2 separate regions of the Ovis aries genome follow, and region 2 is linked to region 1. Evidence: chromatin contacts called from public Hi-C data. All regions are on one chromosome and are shown on one strand. Each heading gives the region's core, a stretch centred on a gene start, on an enhancer-like site or on the middle of the called end of the contact. The rest is flanking DNA. Distances are from core to core; before and after follow the strand shown.

What was found. Hi-C and Micro-C count contacts between places; a contact is called where the count stands out from the background.
Region 2: a Hi-C map of liver shows a contact between it and region 1, with 3 times the contacts expected there. The contact joins the promoter of LOC121819851 here to the promoter of TBC1D14 in region 1. A contact is called at or near these places in 6 of 16 Hi-C or Micro-C datasets (blood, hypothalamus and liver).

What each region holds. Positions count from the first base shown.
Region 1 is chr6:114,111,111-114,113,931 of ARS-UI_Ramb_v3.0, forward strand. It overlaps TBC1D14 (TBC1 domain family member 14), which reads left to right and starts at 1,454. Exons shown (of 14, transcript XM_060417691.1): 1 at 1,454-1,493. All of the region lies in intron 1 of LOC121819852 (a long non-coding RNA gene), which reads right to left.
Region 2 is chr6:114,264,836-114,267,535 of ARS-UI_Ramb_v3.0, forward strand. LOC121819851 (keratin-associated protein 16-1-like) reads left to right here and starts at 1,349. Exons shown (of 2, transcript XM_042251672.2): 1 at 1,349-1,416. GRPEL1 (GrpE like 1, mitochondrial) reads right to left here and starts at 1,093. Exons shown (of 4, transcript XM_004010013.5): 1 at 1,012-1,093. The coding sequence starts at 1,073.

The DNA.
Region 1 (2,821 bases), core at 204-2,703:
GGGCAGCCCTCAGCACTCCTGGCAGTCAGGCGCCAAGCCTCGCTTGGAACCCAGGCCTTCCAGCTCCCAATCTCTGAAGTCTTGTAGGCTCAGGGAACATACCAGTAAACAAGATAAGCCCAGTTTGGCTCAGGCAGCCCACATTCTTGGAGGACGTTGAGGAACGGGTCAATAACTAGTGAACAAGAGGTCTCTTATTCCGGGGCTTTGCATGATCCTAGAGGTGGGGCATCTGGCCTCTGACTCCTCTCAGCTACTGACCAGCCCTGGACCTTGGGCAGGCGACTTCATCTTTCACTCTTTGTTGTTCAGTTGCTCAGTTGTGTGCAACTCTTTGCGACCCCATGGACTGCAGCAAGCCAGGCTTCCCTGTCCTTCACCATCTCCTAGAGCTTGCTCAAACTCATGTCCATTGAGCCAGTGATGCCATCCAAACATCTCCTCTGTCACCCCCATCTCCTGCCTTCAATCTTTCCCCAAATCAGGGTCTTTTCTAATGAGTCAGCTCTTCACATCAGGTGGCCAAAGTATTGGTGCTTCAGCTTCAGCATCAGTCCTTCCAATGAATATTCAGGATTGATTTCCTTTAGGATGGACTGGTTGGACCTCCTTACAGTCCAAGGGACTCAAGATCTTCGCTAGCACCACAGTTCGAAAGCATCAATTCAGTGCTCAGCCTTCTTGTCCAACTCTCATATCCATACATGACTACCGGAAATACCAGTTTTGACTAGATGGACCTTTGTTGGCAAAGTTTAATGCCTCTGCTGTTTAATATGCTGTCTAGGTTTGTCCACTCTCTACCCACTGTTTTTTTTGGGGGGGGGCGGGGGAAGGCGCCTGCATGTGGAAGCCCCACCAGGGATCCAACCTGCGCCACTGCAGTGAAAGTGGCAGGTCTTAAGCACTGTACCGCCAGGGAAGTCCTGCGTGACAGTTCTGATCACAGATCGTGTCTCTAGATTCTGCAATACTGACGGAAATAATGCAATGAACACTAGGCCAGCGGTTCCTAAACTTGTCTGCACATTACGCAGCTTTCAAAACAGTATCTTACCTCCAGAGACTGTGATTTAGTTGGTCTGAGGCGTGGCCTAGCCTTTAAATTTTTCAAAGATCTTCAGGTGATAGAGAAGTGCAGACAAGTTTGGGGAGGAGCGGCGCTGTGCCCTGTCTACCGGCTCAATAAGAGAACTGTCAGAAAAGCCCGTTTTACGGATGAAGAGACAAGGCCCGGCCGGGAAAGCCTCAAAGCGATATGCTCAAGGCTCCATGTTCCAGGCCGGAGCTCCGATCTTGCCCAGCTGGCCTCCAGCTTGCGGGCAGGTGGGGGGCGGGACCTTCCTCTCCCACACACCTGCTCGGGGTGGGCAGGGCCACCCATCGATGCGCTCCGCCGCTCGGCTCCCCACGCCTGGTCGCTGCCCGCTCGTGCCCCTTCCCCCTCCCAGCCGCTTCCCACTTCCAAGATGGCCGCGGGTGGAGCCGACCAGGTAAGGAGGCCCCCTGGTGGGTGTCCACGGGGGCTCTGAGGGCATGAGGATTCCCTCAGGCCTCCCCTCGCGGCCCTTTTTGGCCTTCGGGAGAGAAAAGGGCGGGCAATGCCGTCCCGGGGCCTGGAGAGAGCGGGCGACCGGGCTGGAGAAGGGGCAGAGGGACGAGCGTCGAGCTTAAGGAGCAGCGGCGGCGCGGCGGGGGTGGGGCGGTAGCCCGGGCGGAAGAGCGGCTGTGCCGGCAGGGGGCGGGGCGGGGCGGGGCGAGGACGCGCGGGGCGGGGCGAGGACGCGCGGGGCGGGGCGAGGACGCGCGGGGCGGGGTGAAGGCGCGCGCGGGCGGGGCGAGGGCGCGCGGGGCGGGGCGGGGCGGGGCGGGGGCGCGGGGCGGGGTGAAGGCGCGCGTGGGCGGGGCGGGGGCGCGCGGGGCGGGGCGAGGACGCGCGCGGGCGGGGTGAAGGCGCGCGTGGGCGGGGCGAGGGCGCGCGGGGCGGGGCGGGGGCGCGCGCCGCCGTTGGCCGCGGGCTCCTTGCCGGCACCTGCCTGGTCGGCTCGCCGCCTGCAGCGCCCAGCGTCTTCGCCGCGCACGTTGCGGGTCCCGCGGGGCCTGGGCTGCGGGCCCGCGGGCCCCGGGGATGGCGTCGGAGCCACGCTGACTCCGGTACTGAGGGCCTGCGGCGGGAGCCGGGCCGCGAGGGAGGGAAGGGGCCGGGCCGCGCGCGGGGCCGCTGCCACCTGCTGCCGCGTCGGCCGGAGCGGGGAGGCGGCGGCCCTGAGGCGCGGCCGGGCGCGTCCTGCCTGGCCTGCCCCCTCGGCGCTGCGCGGCCGCCGCTCTTTCCCGCGCCCGGGGGAGCGCGTGGGGCGCGGGGAGCACCGCTCCTTGGTGAGACGCGCGCCCCGAACCGCACCGTTTCCGGAACTTGACGGAAAGTTTTCACCCTCAGACGCGCGGGGCTCCGGGGCGGGAGACGAGCCGGCTCGGCGCGCGGAACCGCTCCCCCGACCCGCGAGAGCCCCGGGACCCCCTCCACTTCAAGGTCCCTGAGCCCCGGGACCCTCTCCATCTCAGAGTCTCTGAGCCCCGAGATCCCGCCACCTCAGGGTCCCTGAGCCCCGGCCCCCCAACCTCGGAGCCCCCCGGAATCCCCTCCACCTCACTGTCCCTGACCCCCAGGACCCCCTCCACCTGAGTCCCTGAGCCCCGGGACCCCCTCCACCTCAGAGCCCCCTGGGACCCGCTCCACCTCGGAGTCCCTGAGCCCCGGGACCCTCCCGCACTCCGCACCTCGGAGCCCCCCGGGACCCCCTGCATCTCAGAGTCCCTGAGC
Region 2 (2,700 bases), core at 99-2,598, 150 kb after region 1:
AAATCGCAAATTGAGCCAACCGCCTGTACTCACTCAAGACTCCCCAGGCGGGTTTGTTCCCACGCTGTCTATACAATGGATCAGGCTAGAATCGCAGCTTCATCCCCTCGCCCTGTCCTCGTCCCCTTTTACCGACCCGTTTACCGTCTCACCATCACTAAATAAAGCTCCTTGAGGCCAAAGTCCGGCTCCCTCTCCGCGCAGCTTCTACTCCCATGTTCGGCCCAGAGCAGCTTCTCTTAACAGATAACCTGGTTCTCCGAAGCTCCCCCCAACGTGGAAGGTGCTAGTTCAGTTCACTCGCTCAGTCATGTCCGACTCCGCGATCCCATGGGCTGCAGCAAGCCAGGCCTCCCTGTCCATCTCCAACTCCCGGAGTTGACTCAAACTCATGTCCACTGAGTCGGTGATGCCATCCAACCATCTCATCCTCTGTCCTCCCCTTCTCTTCCCGCCTTCAATCTTTCCCAGCATCAGGGTCTTTTCCAACGAGTCAGTTCTTCGCATCAGATGGCCGAATTACTGGGAGTTTCAGCTTCAGTATCTGTCCGCTAAGCACGGACTAAACTAAGTTAGGAGGCCGGACTTTGAAACGACAGAAACCGCAAAAAAAAAAAAAAAACAAAAAACAAAAAACAAAAAGGAAAAGAAAAGCCAAGGAGAGGGCAGGGCCTCGTGACCTCCGCCGCGGCGTCACTGCTCTAAGTCAACGGCTCTCCCCCACGGTGGGTTAGGTAGGGGACTCCGCAGCACGCGGAGGGGGAGGAAGCTCGGGCAGGGCGGAAGGAGCCCGCTCGCCACCGACGCCTCGCGCGGGGAGCCGTCCCGTCCGCCCCGCGGACAGCACGGACAGAGAGGCGGCCGGGCAGGCCCCACAGGAGAAACCAGCGGAGCCCGCGCCCAGCGTCTGGAAGACCCCCCACGACGCCCAGGCCGGAGCCGGGCAGGGCTCGCGTCTGAGCCAGCGGGGACAGCGCGCCCCTCCTAAGCCTGGCCATCGGCGCCCCTTACCTGAGAGACAACGCGAAAGCCGGGAGGCTGCGCCGCGCCAGCCGCACACACCGAGCCGCCATGACTGCTGCCGGCACTGCGTGCGCTCACCGGGCATGCGCGAGACTCTATTCTTGCTTCTCCCGCCCAATTGCTTCCCCTCAGCCAATCAACCACCGTTTTTCCACTGATGGACAGGCCATATTCACCAATAATTGCCGGCCTGGACGGTGGGCGGGGTTTGAGGCCTTAAGAGGCCCCAGAAAGTGAAGCTGAGGTGAAAGGTGAAGGAAACAGACTCCTCCGTGGAGGGGCGTGGTCAAGGGAAGAACCAATAGAGAGAGAGCATGGGGAGGGCACCGGAAGTGCGGACTGAGGGGGCAAGGAGACTCTCGAGCGCGGTTTCCAGTGAGGCCCTCCCTTCCTGTACGTGCACCTCGAGGTTCGGGGCGCTCTTTGCTCTGGGAGGTGGCCAGACGCCAGGGCTTTTGCCTTTTCTCCCTCACAGCCCGAGCTGCTGGGACCGAGCCAGACTCTGGGTGCTCAGTGTAGGCTAAAGGCAAATAGGTCAAGGACGAAAGCTCGTGGACGGGCGACCGCAGGGCTCCAGGAAAGTCGGTTAAAACAGCGTTAGGCGGTCACCGCCCGTCCTGCCGGCGACTTCGCAGCGCAGGAGGGCTGACTGGTGGCCGGAGGGGGCTTCCGTCGGTACTGTGGGTTTTGTTAAGGCAAAACCCGGGAAGCCTGTGTGGTCCAGCGCGGAGGCGTCGGGCCTGGGCAAGGAGACTTAGGTGGTGTGTTTCGTTTGCACGCCTTCCACCTTCAGTTTTCTCAGTGTGTTAGTCGCTCAGTCGTGCCCGGCTCTTTTCGACCCCATGGACTGCAGCTCATCAGGCTCCTGTGTCCATGAGATTCTCCAGACAAGGATACTGGAGTGGGTTGCCATCTCTTTTTCCAGGGAATCTTCCCTACCCAGGGATCAAACCGGGATCTCCTGCGCGGCAGGCAGATTCTTTACCGACTGAGCTACAAGGGAAGCCCAATTTTCTCAGAGTAAGACACCAAAGCATACCAAGAACAGCATCGAAGACGACTTCTGGGGACACAACCAAAGCTCATAAAATCCGAATGTTTTCGTTACTCTTAACAAATGCCAGTGCTACTGTGTCTCGTGCCGCGAAGGAGCCCAGGTGCTCCTTGTACCTGGGTGTCGCAGCTGCTGTCCCCTCTGCCCGAATCGCAGAGCCCGTGGTGTCCCCAACGGAGTGCTGCCTGCGTGTCCCATCTGTGAGGACCAAACCTCTGTTCTGCTTTGCTTCCATTGAGAGCACTCATCACGTTGAATGTCAGGCCCTGGGCCACTCGCAGAAGGAGGCAAAAAGTCAAATCCAGAACGTAAGACGTTCTGCTGGGCAAATGACCCCAGTTAGGGGTCTAGAGGGAAAAAGGAAGTAAGACTGTTTGAGAATTAGAGCACATAAAAGATGGACTGTGTGGACCTTTATTTGAATCATGATCGAACAAACCAACTGTGAAAAAAGATATTTGTAAGATAAAGGGGAAAGTCAAATATAAACTGTTAGATGACAGGAGTTATTGATATTTTTGTTAGGGAGAGGTGGCCTAATGTTTAGATTAAAATAACGTAGTTGTTCGGCGATGCCAATGGAAGTATTTAAATTGCCGCAGAATTTGGAATTTGCTTTATGG